Linked DNA regions of Mus musculus: all the other regions are linked to region 4. A link is a contact called in public HiChIP or PLAC-seq and promoter capture Hi-C data. All regions are on one chromosome and are shown on one strand. The core of a region is the stretch at or near the end of the contact, and the rest is flanking DNA. Distances in the headings are between cores, read along the strand shown. Region 1 holds the start of Rab24 (RAB24, member RAS oncogene family). Region 2 holds the start of Rgs14 (regulator of G-protein signaling 14). Region 3 holds the start of Fam193b (family with sequence similarity 193, member B). Region 4 holds the start of Macroh2a1 (macroH2A.1 histone).

Region 1 (2,722 bases), core at 6-2,505, 810 kb before region 4:
AGAGACTTAAAAACAGCTACTATCGGCATAGTCCTGAACATCATGGAAGTCTACACGACGGCGCCGCCTGTCTTCCTCCAGCAGGTCACTCTTAGTGCCACACAGGTAGATTTGACAGCCCTGTAGCAGAAGACAAGGCTGAGATTATCTCCACAGACCAATACAGTCTCTGTCCCTACTCTTGTGATATCTGGCCACCTACCTCTTCTAAACTGCGCAGCTCCTTAACCCAGAACTTGGCTCTCTCAAAGCTGCTGCTGTCAGTGAGGTCTTGGTAAGGGTAAGGCAAGAGACACATAAAGATCAGCGGCTTCCCTCTGATGCTGGCCTGTAACCTAACCCTTACTACTTGAACACGCCAGAATTCAACCCCTTACCATAACAGACAATTGCAGCTTTAGCACCCCGGTAATAGATTCTGCTCATGGCTTCGTAGCGCTCGGAACCTGCTGTGTCCTGAGGGGTGAAAGGAGTTAATAAGCTCCTTCACAAGACTACAAAATAGGCCCCATCTTCCAGACAACCCCCCCTCCTTTTTTTAGACGAGTAAATGGGTGTGAGGAAGGAAAAACGACCTCTATGAGGCTCCAGTTGGCTGGTTTAAGAGGCAAGACATTAAATTCGGGAGACAGGTTTGCACAAGACTCTGTTCTCAAGGGACTTACCCAAATGCCCAGAGTCACCGTCCGGTCTCCAACGCACATCACCTTGGCCACGAAAGCAGCCCCGATGGTCTACAACCAGGGAAGAGATAAGTGTGGAATACTGGCCGGACCCCTTCCTCCCATGCCTGCTCCGCAGGGGTGCACTCACGTTCTGATAGGGCCCCACCAAGAAGCGGTCGTGCACGTATCGTTCCACCAGGCTCGTCTTGCCCACGTATTCCTTGCCCAGCATAACCACCTTAACGTCCACGCGCTGCCCGCTCATGCTCCCTGGGCCGCCTCACCCACTTCAGGGTCCGCGCGGCCCAGGCAGAGCCCAAGCCTCAGACCCCAACCCCAAGGGCCTCGCACCTCGCAGGCCCCTGGCGCCTCGGCCCGGGGCGCTCCGTCCTTTGCAGAGCCGCGGCGCGGGGACGCGGACAGCGCCCTCCACCGCGCCGCAGAGCCCTGCGGTGCTCACCCGCGCGACCGCCGCTGCGCCCGAAGCTCCGCTGCGCCGGGGTTACCGACTGAATCTGGGGTCCTCGTAGCTAACTCCAAACAGCACCTCTGGGACTGGAAGCCAAGAGGCGGGACGCCCGGTCACGTGACGCGGGCGCCGGAAGTGGCCGATCCTATGCATCCGGCGCCGGAAGCGTCGTGCAGTCCTATAACCCCTGATGGCGGCGGTAGGGACCTGGGCGCGGTCCTGCGGAGATTGAGCTGCGAGCCTGGCGGGCGTGCGCCTAGCCACGTCCCCCCCACCCCCGGGCTCTTCACCCTGATGCTGCACGGGTGCTGAGCCCGTCCGGGTCGGGACGATGGTGAAGTATTTCCTGGGCCAGAGCGTGCTCCGAAGTTCCTGGGACCAAGTGTTCGCCGCCTTCTGGCAACGGTACCCGAATCCCTATAGGTACGTGGCGTTGGGTAGAGCGAGTCGCCTTCCTCTCTTCTTCTGGAGATCGCACCGTAGGCTGTCCTTCAATAGTGGAGTTTGAAAGACTGGACAGAGTCCGATGTGGGCTATCTGCGGAACTGTGGCCACAGTTATAGCACAAAATCCTTATAGGATTAGAATCAGTCCAAGCCTCCAAAGTCCTCGAAGAAGATTGTCTAGTTTGTGATTTATATTGGGCTCTAGATTTCTATTTTGCAGTCCAAAGGTGGTTGGACAGGAAGAGGCGGCAGCACGGGAGTTGAGCGGTATTTCGGGGCCAGAAATCCTGAGGATGGTTTGCTTACCTGCTGCTGGCGCTCTCTAGTGGTATAATTCTTGAGATTTTGCTCGCTTTGGAGAGCCACAGAATCCATGTCGGGTGGAGGAGGGAGTTGGAATTTGCCCGGGGATAGGTTCAGTGTACTCTAATTCTGAACCCGGGCACAGATCACAGATTGCAGGCAGCCATGACCTGGAGGCGCTAAATAGGAACCAGTAGACATGCTGTCAAGAGCAGGCTCCTGAGAATCATCTTTAACTCTTGCAGCAAACATGTCTTAACCGAAGACATAGTGCACCGGGAGGTGACCCCCGACCAGAAGCTACTGTCCCGGAGACTCCTGACCAAGACCAACAGGATGCCACGTTGGGCAGAGCGACTGTTTCCTGCCAACGTTGCTCACTCCGTGTACATCCTGGAGGACTCTATTGTGGACCCCCAGAATCAGACCATGACCACCTTCACCTGGAACATCAACCATGCCCGGCTGATGGTGAGACTTCCTTTGCTCCCTCAAAATAGTTGCCCTTCAGATTTCAGGCAAGAGAGTTGTGGGAACTTCTGTGGCCAGAGGCAGGCCTAAAATACCAATGAGCTGCATCTCTAGAGTTCTGCCCTTAGATTGGTCTACCCTTTCGATTGGTCAGATTCTCTGGGACTGTCCCTTGGCTCTCAGATGGTGGGGAAAGACACCCCTGTTCTTTTTTTCTTTTTTTTTTTCCCCGAGACAGGGTTTCTCTGTGAAACTCTGGCTCTCCTGGAACTCATTTTGTAGACCAGGCTGTCCTCGAGCTTAGAAATCTACCTGCCTCTGCCTCCCAAGTGCTAGGATTAAAGGCGTGCACCACCAACCACTGCCCG
Region 2 (2,700 bases), core at 192-2,691, 770 kb before region 4:
GTGTCCTTTATAAAACAGGACAGGAGACAGTATGCTCCCTATCTCTCTGCTTTCTGACACGTGGGCACAGCAAAAAGATGGCCGTCTGCAAGCCATGACTCGTCAGAGCACAAGTGTGTCAGGGCTTGAGCCTGGACGTGCCACCTCCGGAATGGTGAGAACTGAGCGTCTGTTGTCCCGGCCACCCAGCACATGGCATTTTTTTTTCTTAATAATTTAAAAACTATTTTTATGTGTATGACCGTTTTGCCTGCCTGGGTGTCTGTATACCATCTGCATACCTGGTACCCTCAGAGGCCAGAAGAGGGCATCTGGTCCTCTGGAACTGAAGTCAGGAGCAGTTGTGAACTACCATGTGGTGACCAGGAATGGAACTCTGGAAGAGTAGCCAGTGCTCTTAACCACTGAGCCATCTCTACAGCCCGGTTTGTTTTCCTTTGTTTGTTTGTTTGTTGACCAGGTATCGTTATGTAGTCCTGGCTGATATGTAAATGAGGCTGGCCTTGCACTCAAAGAGCTCCACCTGCTTTTTGGAGTCTGAGCTAAGACAGTTCTGCACAGAGGTGGGCTTTCTACTGAGTATGGCTTACTTTACCTCTTTGGTATGGATATACCCAATCCATTCTCCTACCCTTCAGTGCATGTGTGCATACCCAGCCCCTGGGGTGTCTGACTATACATAGGCATGCCTATCATATGCACCCATCCAAGGCACTATACACTATCTATCTTATTTTGTTTACATTTAGATATAGATACAGACATAGTATAGATCCAGATTGAGTTTCCTGTAACTAAGTCTGACCTCAAACTGTTATTCCTGCCTCTGCCTCACAAGGGCTGGCATTACATACATGTGCTACCCTGCCCAGATTCGAGTGTGTATGCCTGAAGATTCAGGTGCCCTCGTGACACAGCATGCCCACATGCATGGTCACACAGGTGATGTGATTACCTCTTTGCTCACCTGGCTATCAGATGACAGCCTAGGGGCAGCAGTCTCCGCATGCAAACTGCCTGAGCTAGGGTTGCTAAGCATGCATAAGCCTGGGACATAGAAGGTAAATGAGTAGTGAACAATGCACTTTTGTGGATGCCTAGGACTCGGAACACATGCCCCATGTCCATGGAACCCCCCCCCAGACTGTCTGCTCCACAAGTGTCTAGTTGTATGAGCATGCACTTCAGCATGCTGACACATCCTTGGAGCCTTCAGATTGAACACTCCAGGTACCTCGCTGGGCAAAAGGAGGCTCCTGCTGGCTGTTGGTGCTTGCATGGTGTGCAACCGAGGGTGCGTTGGCGGCATGTGTGTGTGCATGAACGTGTGTGTGTGTGTGTGTGTGTGTGTGTGTGTGTGTGTGTATGAGAGTAGGAAGAGACATTCGCTCTCTTAGACCTTGCTTCTTTCTGTGGTTTGGTTTCTATAGAGACACTTCCTGTGGCAGAGAAAAGAGGTAGTGAGCTGGTGTTTCAGGATGTAAGGGCCCGGAGGAGCAGAGCTCTCTCTCTCCACTGCCTGCTTGCCACCCCAAGAGAGTGCTTCCGCGATCCTTGTGGTGGGTGGCCCCCCGTGGAGGGGACCTGTGATCAACGGCGGTATGCCAGGGAAGCCCAAGCACTTGGGTGTCCCCAACGGGCGCATGGTGAGTGTGGGCTCTGAGCCAGAGCCACAGGGAGGGGGGTGGGCACACCCAGGGTGGAGTCCAGGAGGCACACCCAGCAGGGTTGCAGAGGAGCAGGCTGGAGAAGTTGGGTACAGACAGCTGCTGGCATTGGGACCTGGTGCTGTCACCCTAGGACCCTTCCAGATGCCCTGCTAGGAGTCTGGTGCAACCCCAGGGATTAGTCCAGAACACAGCAGACTTAGGTCTCTGGTTCCACATGCAGGTTGGACTCGCTGCTCCCTCATCCGCTACTGGGATTACTGAAGTTGATTACAGAGTAGCCTGGAGATCCAGTGGTCACTTCTAAAACTTCTCAAGCCCTATGTCTCAGGCCCTCAGCCCTCCTCTCTTCATCTCACGCTCTAAGTGCCCAAGATAAGGTTTTAAGAGCAGCCCTTGCTGGATCACTGCATCAACCTGCTCCAGAGGCAGCCTGCCAGAACTAGTGTTCTTTGGGCAGCCCAGGACGGGTCAGTAAGGGCAGGACAGGAAGATCAGCTCTGTCTGGTCTATTCCTAGCTTCCAGGAAGGGTGTGTGTGTGTGTATGTGTGTGTGTGTGTGTGTGTGTGTGTGTGCGTGCAACTTAGTATAGGATGCCCTGGTTGCAGCCCTAACCCATTAGACCTTCTCCAGGCTGTTTAACTCCTGACTAGAGTTGTCTCCAAGTTTCTGGCTCTTCTTTCATTCACCAAATAGGACAGGCTGTGTTGAGCCTCCCTTTTCTCCTTAGGGACCTGGCTCACCTAGCAGGATCACTCCAGGGGGACCAAACAGTGTCCTGGTAACCTCTATCTTAAGGCCCCAGCCTAGAACCATGGGATAAAGCCAGTGGGTCCAGAATAACCTGGGATCCAGAGAGAGAGACCTGGGATCCAGTTCTAGCTCTGCTGTCTTTTCCCAAGAAAGATCCTGTCCTGTTTCGTCATCAGTAAAATGAAATAGAAACTGATCAATGTCCTGTTTGCTGAGTGCCATAATGAATATGAGACACTTGAGCATTGTAAAGGCTACGGAAGGGTTATCCTGATAACC
Region 3 (3,001 bases), core at 256-2,755, 560 kb before region 4:
GGTGGTGGGCACAGAGGGGGCACTTGGTTTAACTGGGGAGGTCAGGGAAAGCGTTCCAGGAATGGTACCCCAAATGGCATCCCCACTCACATGCACAATTCCAGAGATTCTACTAGAAGGCTGTCAAGAGCCATGCCTTCAGGCTGCACCAGCCTCCCAGAGTCCCCTGCTGCCCGATGCAGTGTCTGCAGAGCCAAACGCATCTTCCGCCACGCCTCGTCCTCATCCGGGCGCTGCATCCGACCCTCCAAGACTCCTGCAGGGGCCTGCCTTCCTTGGCAGGCTCAGCCAAAAAACCAACTCAAAACTCTTTTGTCAGAGCAAGCTTAGGGTGAGCCACCCAGCCCCGGGTGCCACAACCCTCCCTGAGCAACTGTGGCCCACGCCACCCCCGCCTCTCCTGTTTGCTCCTTTTTGCTCAAAAGAAAGTGACCTTCCAGGTGGCAAGCTGGAAGCTTCCGAGAATCCTCCCAAATACTCTTAGTCTCGCAGGATTCACCAAACTAGTGGACTGGCGGGGGTTGGAGGTGGGAGTGGGGGCTCCTTATGGGACAGGAGATAGGAGGAGAACAAGGGTTTCCTCTTTAGTGGAGTTATTCTAACAGTCTTTGGGGCCGCCAACTGTTCTGCTGGGTAGGGAAAGGAGAGAGGTCCCGGAAGGCAGATGCAGAGAGGTACAGCTGTTGAGGGTAGCGGCTGCAGACCGTGCAGGGGAAGGGATGAAGCTGCTGGGGGCGGGGGTGGAGGGGCGCACAGAGGCTGCAGCCTTGCAGGTTCCAGCGCCCTGAGATGATGGTCTTTTAGGGGCTAGGGGATAGGGGGGAATCAGGTGGCTCCAAAGGGAAGTGGAGGGCAGAGAACTAAGCGGTGGTCTCGGGACCTGAGCGAGTCCCAGAGAGCATAAATGGTCAGAAGATTTAGCTCCGGAGCAGGGCCTGAACGGGTAGCTTTACAAGGGTCGCAAGAGGGTTGGCTGAGCTTTGGCTTTGGAGAGGGGTCCAGCTTCCACTCCCGGCAAGCGGGTTGAAAGCATCTGCCCCGGACTTGGGATTTGGTCCCAGACCCACAGTATGGTCCATGCCCACTCCCGCCCCACTCCCGCTCCCGCTCTGGGGAGGTGTAAGCAGCCCGGCAGTCGGAGTCGTTTTGCTCGATCCTACCTGAGGGCCTGGAGCCAGCTTGGGCTCTTCTTCCTCTCGGGGACCGTCGCAATCCAGCTCGGCGGGCACCTCCGGGGGCCCTGCACCGGCTCCCGCTTCCAGGCTCGGCGGCGGCGGCTGCGGCTCGGGCGCCTGGGGCTTCTGCAGCCCCGCGGCCCGCGCCCGCTCCCGCCGGCCCGCGCCGCCGCTTGGCCTGCTCCGCCTCCGAGTCATGCTGCCTCTTGCGCCGCTCCCCCGCTCGCTGGCTCCTCTCGCGCCTCCGCCGCCGCCGCCGCCGCCGCCGCCGCCGCCGCCGCCGCCGCTCCCCTCACAGGACAACAGCCAATATGGCGGCGCCCGGCGCCCCTCCCCGCCTGCTGCCAACAGGTCAGAGGGCACACTCAGTCCGCGCCGCCGCAGTCGCCACGGAAGCCGCCAGCGCCATTTTTAATAAGGCCACCTCGCTGGGCTTCGCAGGAGACCAGCCCCGGGCGAGATCCTGTCCTAAGCACTAGTCCGAAAGGCTGCGATCGGCTGGAGAAACACATTGGGCTCTGTAATAGCGGGCCTAGGAGCTTAATTATCCATTAAATAATGAGTGAGTTACTAATCTTTTTGCTGCGAACTTTTCACGCTCATCTCTTGGCTCCTCCCTAAATCACTTGGAAACAGGTACGAATTATTCCCATTTTGCAATGGACAAGCACTGGCTGCAAAATGCCTACCATAGATTCCTAGATATCATCCCACCACACCTGTGGTCAGCCTGAGGCGAAAGAATAGGCAGGTCTTTACTTGTCGTTTACTGGGAGCCCCACGTTCTGTGCTCAGAACTGCAGGACCCAGACTCAGGTCGTTCTTGAGGCTGATGGGGAAGGGGGTCACTTAAATAGATAATAGGATCGGCGTGACAAGGATGAAATGATTAAAGCACATACTCTGGCAATGTTTTTTTTTTTTTTTAAGTGGTATGTGCGAGAGAGGTCTTTAACCCACAAAGCAAAATTAGAAATGTTTTAATAGCTCAGCATTTTAGTTGTTAATATGTCATCTCCACCCATTTTCTTCCCACAGGGGGAGAAAAATTCAGGCACATGGAACAAAAAAATATATGTATTTTTTTTTTAAGTTTCCAATGCTGTCTTATGCCTTGTCGAGTGAAACTGGAACTTTTTAGTAGTTACACGTGGAATTTATATTGATAACATCAATCAGAACAAAATCTGAAACTTTGACTACCAAGAAGTAAATCAATTTTTAAAAATTGCTCTATTTATCTTATTGTTTTAATAGGTATGTGTGTGTATGTGTGTGTGTCGGTGGGACTGGGTTAAACTTCTTTGGCCTAACTTGCTCCATCTTGAAGTCTGTCCTCCGTTTTGCATGGCCCCAATTCCAAGAAAAACCACAAATGTTCTAGAGTCTACCACTCAGGGAAGGGGAGGAACATCTGGCCTTTTCTCCAAGATCCTGAAACAGTTGCCACCCTTCTTTCCCTGGAATACCTAGGGGCCACCACAGACCAATCAGGAACCAGGACCTCTGGAAAGCCCCCTAACCACAACCAACCATGGTAAAGGTTGCCTAGACCCTCACCCTAATCTTCCACTTCATACCTGGTTGTGGTTTTCTGCTTTAAAAGGCCTGTGAGCCCACTTCTTGGGCTCATTGCTTCAGCTCCCGAGCCTAACTGCATCTCTAGTCCAGCTAGATCTCTTGGTGAGAGTTTCCCTTGGTGAATAAAAGCTGCTTTTGTTTGACTTTGGATTGTGGCGGCCTGTGCCTCATTATTTGTGTGACCTCAGGCCCAACATTTCTGTGTGTGTGTGTGTGTGTGTGTGTGTGTGTGTGTGTGTGTGTAC
Region 4 (2,753 bases), core at 163-2,662:
TCCATTTCAGAACTAACCGCAACTTTGACTGCACACCTTAAGGTGAACCTACAGGAAATTTAGTTGGGTTTGGACTTTTGTCTTCCACTCCAGCACAGACTTTCAAAACTGGGACTCCATGCTGCAGTGTCTACAAACAAAACACTTCCTCTCTTTTAACAGTAAAACCTCAAACCACAGAGGTGTCAGCAAGAGGGAAACCGAAGAGGAGAACCCCTCTAATTGTCTATTCTTCTAAGCTGTTTTATTAGATCGTTAAAATCTTACAAAGACTTCATAATGATTGTAATTGTTGGAGACGAGATCTGCCTCAACTGCTTGTTCAAAAGTTACACCGTCAAACCTAGAAAACACTTTCCCCTGCATTTCTTCAAAGACTCTTTCAAGCAATCTTCTGCCCAGCAGTGAGATATCGGTGGTCTCTGCAGGAGTGGGCGCTGGGCTCAGCATCTTGCACACCTGTTGTCAGGTGACACCGTCAGCAGCATCCCGCGCCTCCCATCTCTACTCACCCCACCCCCAGAGACTCTCAGCTGTCCCTCTGCGCGCGGGGAGCCTCCAGTCTTCCAGAGTCACCTTAAAAATAACACCTCCCCAGCACAAAGCAAACAAAAGGCGAGCGAGAGCCGCGGGGCTTCCATAGCTCCTCTCCAGCCCGCCCCGGCCTGGGATTCCGTCCGCGAGTGGTCCCCAGGCCTCGCCTGCTCAGGCCTCGCGGCGGGTGCCCCACCAGCCGGCCTCACAACGGCCTGTGGCTCGCGCCCCACTTTATTGTGCCCGGGAGGGCACGCGCGGGCCGGCGGCGCACGAGCAAGTAAACTCTGAGCACAGCAGCTCCGGGCCCGGGCGGAACGGCTGGTCACGGCCTCCGGGCCTCGGTGCCCTCGGGCCCACGCCATCCCTGGCTCTCCCTCCCGGGCAGAGGGGGAGACCCGATCAGCCCCTTGCCCACAAAGCGCCCCGGCGGGGGTAGGGGTGCGTCTCCGAGCGAAGTTGGTTTCCGGGTTTGCTTTCCGAACAAAACCATCCGGACCCGCACGCTGCCCCGGGCAGGGCCTTGGCGGACTCCGGGCGGCCCGAGGTCCGAGGGTAACCGCCGGAGCTTCCCGGGCGCCAGGCAGTGCCCCGCGCGCGGCAGCAGTCGGGCGCGCGGGGCCCAGACGGGGCGGACCGGCAGCCTGCGGCTCCGAGGCCCGCGCGGCACTTACCGGGCGGCTGCACGGTGAGGGGCCCGAGGCCGGTCGGCCGCTTGCGCCGGTCCGCTCCGCACTCCTGCCTGGCCGCCCACGCCTCCTCGCTTCCCGCCCGCGCGTCCCGCGCTCGCGCCCTCCGCCCGGCTCCGCTGGAACCAGTGAACTGGAACCACTCGCGGCGGCCCCGGGATTCCCACAATGCACAGCGCGCCGCTCGTCACATCCCTTCCCGGCCTCGCGCGTCCGGCCACCCCTCCCCGCGCCACTCGGCGCCCCGGCCTTGACCCCGGCCTGCCTCGGGCCGCGGACGCCAACGACGCCAGCCTCGGTTGTACCCAGGCCTTGGTGCTCTGCGCCGCCCCCCCCCCCCGCCCCCAGGCATCGGTCTGCGCGCGGGAGCTGCAGGGGTCCGGCCTCAGAAAGGTGCCTGTAGGTAGCGCGGCTCTGCAAGCGTCTGCTGTGAGCACCTACTGTGTGTCTGGTGTCCCCTTGTCCCCAGTAGCCTCGTCCACAAAGAGGGAGGGTAGAACAATTGCTGTGACCAGGGATCTTCTTCTGCCCGGTCAGCACCAACTCCGCGCCTCAATCCAGCCTCCTGACTTTTTAAATACAAGGCAGCTGTGTGCCCCAAGATCAGCTACCGTAGCTCAACTCCCTTGATCAGTGGGATTCTACAGAGCTGGCCTCAAAGTCTGGTCTTGCTTTGCTCGTGGAATCGGTTAGCTACCTCCACCAAGCAAACGTTTGTTGACTACTGGCTCCAAGTGGAGACTTACTGATTTAAACAGTTGATACTTTTATTACATATTAAGGTGGTGGGGTGGGTGTCAGCCAGAGAAAGGGCAGCAACATCTATCCACAAAACTAAAGACTCTCCTTCAGGCCCAGGCTACACTAGAATATTAGCAGGTTTTTGGTTTGTGACCCTTTAACAGCTGGGCCATCTCTCCAACCCTAGCGCATTTTATAGACACAAAAAGCATTGTCTAAAGCCCCTGGCCCATGCATTCATTATTTCAAGTAAATATCTGGGACATTCTGCACACCATGCATAAACTTGAGTGTAGTTGTGAAATGGTGAACAGAACTGGCAACTCCCACCCCACCCCACTCCACCCTACCCCCATCCCGCTTTCCTGGAGCTTACAGTCTGGTGGGAAAAGAAAGGCAAGAGACAAAGGAATCACACATTACAGAGTATAAATTCTCAGAGGAAACAAGGTAGGAAAAAAAAATCCTAGGAAAGGTAAGCAGGGGTGTATTTGGTAGTCTTGAGGCTGAAGAGATGGATGGCTCCGTGTATAACAGCACTTCGTGCTCTTGCAGAGGGCCAGGATTCTGTTCCCAGGATTCATTTGTGTGGTCCTGATAACTCCACTGGGGGGGGGGGGGGGGCTCCAGTGCACTCTTCTGACATCCATGAATATCAGGCACCACGGGGTGCACATACACACAAGTAGGCAAAACACTCAAACACACAGAATAAAGTAAGTCCATCTAACCTTTTAAAAAGAGCGAGTTTCAGTAAGAAAGAAACATTTCTGGAAAGGCCTGAGGGAG

Evidence for each region. Promoter capture Hi-C pulls out the DNA fragments that hold promoters and counts their contacts. HiChIP or PLAC-seq counts read pairs in DNA pulled down with a chosen protein or histone mark.
Region 1: a promoter capture Hi-C map of liver shows a contact between it and region 4, with 2.7 times the contacts expected there. The contact joins the promoter of Rab24 here to the promoter of Macroh2a1 in region 4. A contact is called at or near these places in 2 of 39 promoter capture datasets (liver and pre-B cells).
Region 2: a contact with region 4 is called in an H3K27ac HiChIP or PLAC-seq map of microglia, with 6 times the contacts expected there. The contact joins the promoter of Rgs14 here to the promoter of Macroh2a1 in region 4. A contact is called at or near these places in 1 of 39 promoter capture datasets (pre-B cells) and 1 of 115 datasets of contacts at active chromatin or transcription factors (microglia).
Region 3: a contact with region 4 is called in a promoter capture Hi-C map of stem cell-derived epiblast-like cells, with 3 times the contacts expected there. The contact joins the promoter of Fam193b here to the promoter of Macroh2a1 in region 4. A contact is called at or near these places in 8 of 39 promoter capture datasets (cranial neural crest, frontonasal cranial neural crest, liver and 4 more) and 2 of 115 datasets of contacts at active chromatin or transcription factors (bone marrow-derived macrophages and embryonic stem cells).

What each region holds. Positions count from the first base shown.
Region 1 is chr13:55,320,725-55,323,446 of GRCm38.p6, forward strand. It overlaps Rab24 (RAB24, member RAS oncogene family), which reads right to left and starts at 1,256. Exons shown (of 8, transcript NM_009000.3): 1 at 814-1,256; 2 at 666-734; 3 at 378-456; 4 at 203-270; 5 at 21-120. The coding sequence starts at 930. Prelid1 (PRELI domain containing 1) reads left to right here and starts at 1,331. Exons shown (of 5, transcript NM_025596.5): 1 at 1,331-1,557; 2 at 2,129-2,354. The coding sequence starts at 1,466.
Region 2 is chr13:55,368,291-55,370,990 of GRCm38.p6, forward strand. It overlaps Rgs14 (regulator of G-protein signaling 14), which reads left to right and starts at 1,442. Exons shown (of 15, transcript NM_016758.3): 1 at 1,442-1,646. The coding sequence starts at 1,602.
Region 3 is chr13:55,569,615-55,572,615 of GRCm38.p6, forward strand. Fam193b (family with sequence similarity 193, member B) reads right to left here and starts at 1,506. Exons shown (of 11, transcript NM_145382.4): 1 at 91-1,506. Gm31364 (a long non-coding RNA gene) reads left to right here and starts at 1,482. Exons shown (of 2, transcript XR_873486.2): 1 at 1,482-1,811.
Region 4 is chr13:56,134,138-56,136,890 of GRCm38.p6, forward strand. It overlaps Macroh2a1 (macroH2A.1 histone), which reads right to left and starts at 1,413. Exons shown (of 9, transcript NM_001159513.1): 1 at 1,209-1,413.